Linked DNA regions of Mus musculus: all the other regions are linked to region 3. The links are chromatin contacts, called in public ChIA-PET and HiChIP or PLAC-seq maps. All regions are on one chromosome and are shown on one strand. Each heading gives the region's core, a stretch centred on a gene start, on an enhancer-like site or on the middle of the called end of the contact. The rest is flanking DNA. Distances are from core to core; before and after follow the strand shown.

The links. ChIA-PET counts read pairs in DNA pulled down with a chosen protein or histone mark. HiChIP or PLAC-seq counts read pairs in DNA pulled down with a chosen protein or histone mark.
Region 1: an RNA polymerase II ChIA-PET map of effector CD8 T cells shows a contact between it and region 3, with 19 read pairs. The contact joins the enhancer-like site here to the promoter of Rfwd3 in region 3. A contact is called at or near these places in 4 of 39 promoter capture datasets (the 3T3-L1 cell line, hippocampal neurons and liver), 1 of 15 datasets of contacts at CTCF or cohesin (the NIH/3T3 cell line), 4 of 115 datasets of contacts at active chromatin or transcription factors (bone marrow-derived macrophages, effector CD8 T cells, embryonic stem cells and 1 more) and 4 of 9 other capture datasets (adipose tissue, embryonic stem cells, liver and 1 more).
Region 2: an H3K4me3 HiChIP or PLAC-seq map of the 230-238 cell line shows a contact between it and region 3, with 19 read pairs. The contact joins the enhancer-like site here to the promoter of Rfwd3 in region 3. A contact is called at or near these places in 3 of 39 promoter capture datasets (3T3-L1-derived adipocytes, embryonic stem cells and liver), 1 of 15 datasets of contacts at CTCF or cohesin (pro-B cells), 9 of 484 Hi-C or Micro-C datasets (LSK cells, bone marrow-derived macrophages, cortical neurons and 6 more), 4 of 115 datasets of contacts at active chromatin or transcription factors (the 230-238 cell line, bone marrow-derived macrophages and embryonic stem cells) and 2 of 9 other capture datasets (adipose tissue and liver).

What each region holds. Positions count from the first base shown.
Region 1 is chr8:111,434,222-111,436,921 of GRCm38.p6, reverse strand. No RefSeq gene overlaps it. Among named protein-coding and RNA genes, the nearest start is that of Gm24793, 17 kb to the right of the region's middle. Within about 2 kb of position 1,266, at least 50 of the 459 cell types and tissues checked have an H3K27ac peak or open chromatin away from gene starts, as enhancers often do. A contact at or near this core is called in effector CD8 T cells and memory CD8 T cells, where this site is marked.
Region 2 is chr8:111,123,446-111,126,145 of GRCm38.p6, reverse strand. It overlaps Pdpr (pyruvate dehydrogenase phosphatase regulatory subunit), which reads right to left. Exons shown (of 18, transcript NM_198308.1): 11 at 2,246-2,401; 12 at 1,534-1,667; 13 at 393-541. Among named protein-coding and RNA genes, the nearest start is that of 9430091E24Rik, 21 kb to the left of the region's middle. Within about 2 kb of position 1,360, at least 2 of the 459 cell types and tissues checked have an H3K27ac peak or open chromatin away from gene starts, as enhancers often do. A contact at or near this core is called in the 230-238 cell line and pro-B cells, where this site is marked.
Region 3 is chr8:111,298,958-111,301,657 of GRCm38.p6, reverse strand. Rfwd3 (ring finger and WD repeat domain 3) reads left to right here and starts at 1,436. Exons shown (of 13, transcript NM_146218.4): 1 at 1,436-1,523. The coding sequence starts at 1,478.

The DNA.
Region 1 (2,700 bases), core at 17-2,516, 140 kb before region 3:
CCCTGCTACCTTCCCCTATTTTTACCCTTTCCTGTCAATGTTTTAAAAAGTATGCCACCCACAATGACCTTGTGTCTTTGTTGTTTTAGGGAGTTACAGGGGACCAGAGGTCAGGACCGTACCAAGGAGTCACCAAGAGAAAAGAGCAAATGTAGGTGCTAATTCTGAATGCAGGCCAAGCATGGTTGGCAAGGGAGTGCCACTTTGGGCTAGCTGGGTAAATCCTGAGGTGCTGAAGAAAGCTGGCACAAGGTCAGGCGTGGCGCTGCTTGTCTGTGATGTTAGCACTTGAGAGGCTGAGGCAAGAGGGCCAATGTGAGTTCAAAGTCACCCAAGGTTGTGGGGAGCTGGTGTGGCGGCAGTCCCAAAGGCGCCAGGGACTGCAGCTAAGTCATATGACTTGCACCTGACTTCCTCATATAAGACACAAACATCTTGAGTGCTGCGCAGGTGTACCAGGATACAGGTGAATCCAATTTGGTGGAGATTTGCCCCTGCTGCCCTGATTAGCTGAAGCCTTGTGACTGGCAAGGGGGCGTGGCCTGCAGTATGTGGATGAGAGAGAGTATAAAAGGAGTGAGAGGCCCAGGGTTCGGGGGAGATATAAACAAGAAGAATCAGGACTGAATAAACTGCTGTTAGAAGGACTGGTGGTCGCGTCATTCTTGCTGGTCGAGAGCGGGCGCGACACAAGGTTACACAGCAAGCCCTTGTTTCTGAAAGAATTAAAGAGACTGGCATGAATTTCTGTACCTTCATGACTTCATAAATAAAGGATTCATTTTTACATTGAGTCTATCACCTTCAATATATGTAAACAAATGTATTCTTTTCTTTCCATGTTGTCAAGAACATATAGTGTTGGACAGATGGATTAGCTGTTAGGAATCCTAGTTCACAGTTGTGTGGATTGGAATTCAGATCCTACATCCCTGTAAGTTCCTGTAACCCCAGTTCTGAGGGGGCGGGAGACAAGAGGATCACAGGGGATTGCTGGTTTCCAGCTCAATTGAAATTCAGACTCCAGCCCCAGGTTCAAGGAGAGAGCCCCATCTCAAAAGAATTAATGGAGAATGTCTGGAGAGGGCGGCAGCATCCTCCTCTGGCCTCCACGAGCTTATATCCACCCGCGCACAAGCACACACATGCAAATAAGAGAAGTTATCCCCTTCACGTAAAGCATTTTAATGTCTTCTCTTCAGCACGTTCAAATGATCAGCACCGTTTCGCTTGTGCTTTGGGGACAGGAAATACAATGAGGGTTACGCCTTGACAGATGTCTGAAACCTGAGACACTTCCTGAGTGAGTAACAGATAGTGGGTATTCACAGTGGGTACACTGGACCAAGGCATGATTCATGTTCCAAGCAAGATGGAACAGGACGGCATGAGACTGGGGCTACTCAGAAGGGCACTCGGTTTAAAATTTGTGTTAGTTTTCTGTCTCTAGGACAAATCACTGGATAGATGGTTTCAAAGAGAAATGGTTTAGCTTGATTTATGCTTTCAGAGTGTTCAGTCCCATAGTTTCTACCATTTCCCAAGGATGTCATTAAATTATAATCCCTTTGATGAGTTAATCCATCCATGAGTCCAGAGCCCCATGATTTAGATGATTCAGTCACCTTACAAAATCCTGACCTTTGACTCCTGCTGTGCCAGGGACCAAGCTTTCAACACACAAGTCCTTATGAGCCGTTCCAAATCCAAAGTCTAAGATGGATGACTTATTTCAGGATAAATCTAACCAAGGTTGACTTTGGGTCACTGAATCTCTAGAACAGCAAACCAGTGACAACCCTGTTCCATAGCCCAACTCAGGAGGTTCTGGCCCAGTTCCTCTGAGCATAGATAGATACCACCTGGCCAGGCCTGGGCCAACTCTGACCTTAAAAACCTAAAAGTGTTCTTTGTGTCACCTGTCAAAACCGAGGTCTTGAAAAGAAGTCCAGGGCTAGCAAGATGGCTCAGCAGGTAAGAGCACTGACTGCTCTTCTGAAAGTCCTGAGTTCAAATCCCAGCAACCACATGGTGGCTCACAACCATATGTAAGGAGATCCGACGTCCTCTTTTGGCGCATCTGAAGATAACTACAGTGTACTTATGTATAATAGTAAATAAATCTTTGGGCAAGGAGAGAGCAGGGACTGAGCGAGTAGAGTTGATTGGAGCAAGTGGGGTTAACCAGAGCAAGCAGAGGTCCTAAAAATTCAATTCCTAACAACCACATGAAGGCTCACAACCATCTGTACAGCCACAGTGTACTCATATACATAAAGTAAATAAATAAATCTTTAAAAACAAAAAGAAAAGAAAAGAAGTTCAGAGCTAGCTGGGTATCTCAGTGGTTAAAGGCACGTTCCATGAAAACCTGACAACCTGAGTTGGATCCCTGGGTTCCCTGATAGGATGAGAAAACCTCTTTGGACCTCTGCAAGCTCAATATGGTACATGTCACTCCCCTAATATTAAATGTGTATTGGCTGGTTTTGTGTCAACTTGACACAAGCTGGAGTTATCACAGAGAAAGGAGCTTCAGTTGAGGAAATGCCTCCATGAAATCCAGCTGTCGGGCATTTTCTCAATTAGTGATCAAGGTGGGAGGGCCCCTTGTGGGTGGTGCCATCCCTGGGCTGGTAGTCTTAGGTTCTATAAGAAAGCAAGCTAAGCATGGTACTGATACAGTGACAGACAGGTAGA
Region 2 (2,700 bases), core at 111-2,610, 180 kb after region 3:
AAAGAATCCTTTCCCATTAGGGTGACTACACCCAGTGTACAGTTATACATAGTACAACTTATTCTGTTCTTATCTTTTAAGCAGAGTGAGTCTCACTTCATAGGCCAAGCTGGCCTGGAACTTCTCATGTAGCCCAGATTGGCCCCAAACTTGTGTTAAACCTTCACATTCCTGACATTATAAGTATGAGCCACCAACCCACCCTGGGTTTCTTCTCTTTATTGGCCTTTGCTGATTTGTTTACAGGTGACTAGTGATTTAGACAGGAGTTTATGAAATCGTTTCTGGGCTCCTAGGACTGTGGCCTCCTAGAGAAGTACTAATTGTTCAACATCCAGAGCCCGTGAAGTATCAGTTTAGTGGAAGGAGAAGGGCATGGCAGCTCAGCTCACCTGCGTTTGGTCAGGCGTGCGATGCTGCAGTCGTTTTCGTATCCTCCATATTCATTGAGCATGCCAGTATGAACGATGTGGCCTACAGGTACATCAAGGTCATTGCAGAAAAGGTACTGCAGACTTTCTAACGCCTCGTCCCCAGTGGACTGCAAGGCAAGGTTGAGGTGGGGACAGTGAACACAGGAGCACCTGACCGCACTGCCCGACTGAGGGAACTCAAAGATACAACCTACATGGCACCATTTGCAGGCTTACTTTCCTGTAAGCCACAAGGAAATCTAACCATCAGTACTTATGATAAACATGTCTTACCAAGTTAATTAAAAACTGCTACAGGAGCTAAACTTCAGAAAAATGTGATTATACAGTTGAAACACTAAAATAGTGTAGAGTTCTTCCAGAATCAGTTTTGAGGTAATAAGTGAAAAATGGGCATTTGGGAGCTAGAGAGGTGTCTCCGTGGTCAAGAAAACTGGCTACACGTCCAGAAAGAAATCTTGAGTTCAATCTTAGCAACCACAGGGTGGCTCACAGCCACCTAAAACTAGAGTCTCATGAGATCCAGTGTCCTCTTCTGGTATGCAGATATATATGCAGACAAAACACTCATACACAAGCAAGTCTTTGCTGGGCTGGCGGTGCACGCCTTTAATGTCAGCACTTAGAAGGCAGAGGCAGGTGGATCTCTGAATTGGAGGCCAGCCTGGTCTACAAAGTGAGTTCCAGGACAGCCAGGGCTACACAGAGAAACCCTGTCTGAAAGAGAAGAGAAGAGAAGGGAGGGGAAGGGAAGGGAAGGGGAGGGGAGGGGAGGGAGGGGAGGGGAGGAGAGGGAAGGGGAGGGGAGGGGGAGATCAAAACAAACATTTTGGGGGCTGAAGAGGTGGCTCCTTGGTTAAGAGCACTGGCTGTTTGGTCAATTCCCAAGCACCCGCATGGCAGCCCACAGCCATTTATAACTCCAGTCCCAGGGGAAGCCAAGGCTGCCTTCTGGCTGGCTTCCTCAGGTACTGCATGCACACGGTCAACAGGCATACATTGAAGCAAAATAACTATATGTATATAATTAAAAACATGAAAATACATGAAAGAAAACACTCAATAAGTAGAAAATGTTTCCCCAAACTTTAATACTTACAGTTATTTCAAATTTTGTGAAAGAGGACATGTCAATGACACACACAGCTTCCTTGCAGCATTTGACTTCTGACTCCACAATATCAAACCAATCTGGCTTGTAGAAAGTCTTGCTCTGTTCTAATGCAAGAAGGTCTATGAAGCAGAAAAAACACGGTGGAAAGTAAAGAGTTTTGACACTGAGAAGTCTTCATATATTTTATTATGGCCTACAGACTCTTTTCCTTCCAGGAACCCATTCTAGCCAAAGGCACTCACTAAATACCAGTTTTAAGGCAGGGTAGAAGCAACTGTCTCAGTAGCTGAAGAGCTTGCTATGCAAGCATGAGGACTTGAGTTTGGATTCCCAGCACTGATATAAAGCTGGGATTAACAGTGAACCCTGGTTAATCCCAGAAGTGAGAGGATTCTGTGGCTTGTTGGCCAGCAGTTTAGCCAATCAGTCAACTCCAAATTCAGTGAAAAAATCTGTCTGAAAAAGTAAGGTGGAGTACAGAGAAAACATAAATCTCTGGCCTATACGAGGGTGCACATATACACATGCATACAACACACACACAGCCAAGGGTGGTTTCTGCCTATGATCCCAGCAATTGAGATGCCAAAATAAGAGGGCTGATCAGGATTCAAATCTGACCTAAAATATAAAGTAAGTTCTAGGCTAAAATGTGAGATTCTTAAAAAAGAAGACAGACAGACAGACACATTCCTACCCTTGTTGGGTGGAACAAAGTACTTTGGCCTCTCAAATCCATGTTTCTCCATCCATCTGGCTCCTTGAGCATCCAGCCGGTCATAAAGAGGAGATGTACGTAACTGCCTTCCAGTCTGGAAATCCCAACGGGGAACCTTCAGATCATATATCAGAGCTAGAACAGATAAACACTCTGTCAGCTGGACCTGGAAGCACAGGCTTACAATTCCAGAGACCTGGGTGGCTGAAGTAGAAGGACTTCAAGGTTCCAGCCAAGCCAAGCCTGGGCAGCTTGTGATGGTTTGAATTAGAATGGCCTCCATAGACTCATATATTTGAAAGTTAGGTTCCCAGCTGGTGGAACTCTGTGGAAAGGATTAGGAGGTGTGGCCTTGTTAGAGAAGGTATGTCACTGGGGGGACTTTGAAGTTTCAAAGCCCACACCAGGTCCAGTGCTATCTCTGCCTCCAACTT
Region 3 (2,700 bases), core at 187-2,686:
AGATTTCTGAGTTCGAGGCCAGCCTGGTCTACAAAGTGAGTTCCAAGGCAGCCAGGGCTATACAGAGAAACCCTGTATCGAAAAACAAACAAACAAACAAACAAACAAAAATCCTTTCTCCTTATTTTAGCCACTCGGGACACCAGCAGCAGCTTGTTCTGATAGCAAGAAAAGGGAAAGGATAACTGTCGGTACACGGGGAACTGAAGAAGTGGCTCACAGGTAGAAAACTGGCTGCTAGTCCCCAGGCTCCGTTCCCAGCACTTACTTATTTTCTGTATATGAGTACACGGTTGCTGTCCTCAGACACACCAGTAGAGGGCACCAGATCCCACTGATGTTTGTGAACCACCATGTTCCTGGGAATTGAACTCAGGACTTTTGGAAGAGCATTACAGTGATGTTAACCACTGAGCCATCCCCTCAGCACTGTGAAGAGGGCTTTTGGGTTGTTTGTTTGTTTGTTTGTTTGTTTAAAGACCTTTAAGTAAGATTTCCTTCTTCAGAAACATGTTTGGAAAATCTTACGTGACAATTTATATTTCCAAGCCATTTATCATAGTAGTTTTCAAGTTGAAGACATTGTGCAAGATTTAAAAAAAAAATTTTTTTTTCCGACCATTGCGGACAAGTTGCTCAACCCAATGAGAGACTCTACAGGCTCTGGAACTCTGGGGACAAACTTTTAAAATCATCGATAAACTCTTTAATAAAACCTTAGGAAGAAGCAGGGGAAGTCACTTTTAAAGAATTATTTATTTATTTTATGTATATGAGTACACTGTTGCTGTCTTCAGACACACCAGAAGAGGGCATCTGATCCCATTACAGGTGGTTGTGAGCCACCATGTGGTTGCTGGGACTTGAACTCAGAACCTCTGAAAGAGCAGTCAGTGCTCTTAACCACTGAGCCATCTCCCCAGCCCCCGGGAAGTCACTTTTAACATTTTCTTTCTTTCTTTATTTTCTTTTCTTTTTTTGGTTTTTCGAGACAGGGTTTCTCTGTATAGCCCTGGCTGTCCTGGAACTCACTTTGTAGACCAGGCTGGCCTCTGCCTCCCTGAGATTAAAGGCGTGAGCCATCACCGCCCGGCCACTTTTAACATTTTTCACTCTCAGTAGAAGAGGAAGGGGAAAAAAAAAAAAAAAAAAACCAACTCTCTTCCTCAGGGCTTCTTCCCGCCGAACAGTTCAAAGGAAGGGGCGCGAGATGGCGGACTCCGCACGACTACCAATTGCAGGAGGCGCCTTGGCCGGAGGTTCTCGCCCAGAAATGTATCAAAGGCTGACCAATGAGGGCGCCACTATTTCAGCTGGCGGCGACCGACGGAAGAAGAAGAGAAGAGATTGGTCGCCGTCCGCAGTGGCTGGCCAATAGGAGCTCGCCGAGCCGCGGCTCCAGCGGGGGCGCCTCAGGGTCCAGAAGAGCTGCTGGGCGCGGGCGGAGCGGGTGCGCAGTAGGGGATGCGCGGTAACGATGGCCGAAGTCGCGGTCGGCCAGGCGTCCGACTTGGTCCCCTCAGGTGAGGCTGCTCCCTGCTTCTTCTCCGCCCTGGGGGCCTCTGGATGCGGGTGGTGGTCCCTTGCTCTGCGGCTGCTCACGGGGCCCAGCGAGGTGGGCGGAGGGCGCGCTGGGAGCTCGGCGGTCTCCTTCGGTCCGGCCTGAGGACCTCGACCTTCTTCCTCCTCCTTTCCTGAGGAATGGGGGGTGGGGGAGAGCTCGGGAGGAGCTGAGACGGGGCTCGGCTCGCACCGATTGCGGACCCTCCACGGAGTCGTTCTCCGGGTGCTTCCCGCGCGGGTCGAGCCCCGGTGACTGACTCTTTGACCCTTGTCGCTCGCTGTTTTAACTTTTATCACCGCAGCGGAACTGCGACCGAAGGATATTTTCATTCTCCTCTTCCTGCGGGGAGGCGGGCGTGGGCAGACAGGTTAGGAAACTTAACTTTGGTTCCGCAGCTACTAACAGGGCGAGCCTGGATACGAACCCGGGTCTGACTGAATCCCCGCGGGCTCCCGGCGACCTGTTTATTGGGGCAGCCGTCGCTCCCGCCTTCTGTGTTTATCGAAACCAAAGCTTAGCAAGGGTGGGGGGCAGAGGTGGAGTTCACGGTCTGAGGGCCGCTGACTTTTCGGGGCCATCGGACTAGCGTTTGTGTCACTTAAAGAAGGGGCTCATACGAGCACGAGCCCAGGATTTGGGGAACGTGTTTTGTTTTTGGATGTGTGTGTGTGTGTGTGTGTGTGTGTGATTGAGGAACTAAATTGTAAACTTTAAATAGCAGCCTGTAAGAAGCACTGTTCAGAGAGGACAGTTAAGTGCATCTAGACCTAACTTAGGCATGCTTATTTGTGACAGTCCCCCTCTGGAATCCGGACTGCTCTCAAACTTGAGGCAATCCTCCTCTCTCTCTCTAATGATGGAATTACAGTTTTGAGGAAATATGCAAGGAGTATGGGGGGGGGGAGCTATTTTTAAAAGATAATTCTTGTGAGGATGTCGTTAAACTTTAGAGCCATATTAAAAGCATCAGTTCACATATTTTTGAGTAGTGAAGAGCTTAATTTTTAAAGCCTATCACCTTTTTTGCATAAAAATTTAAAATTGATAAGATTCTTTTCTAGAAGTCTGCTAGAGTTTTAGTAGTGAACAGCTCCTGGTATATTCTTGATTGTAGCTTTTGGTTTATCATTTTGGAC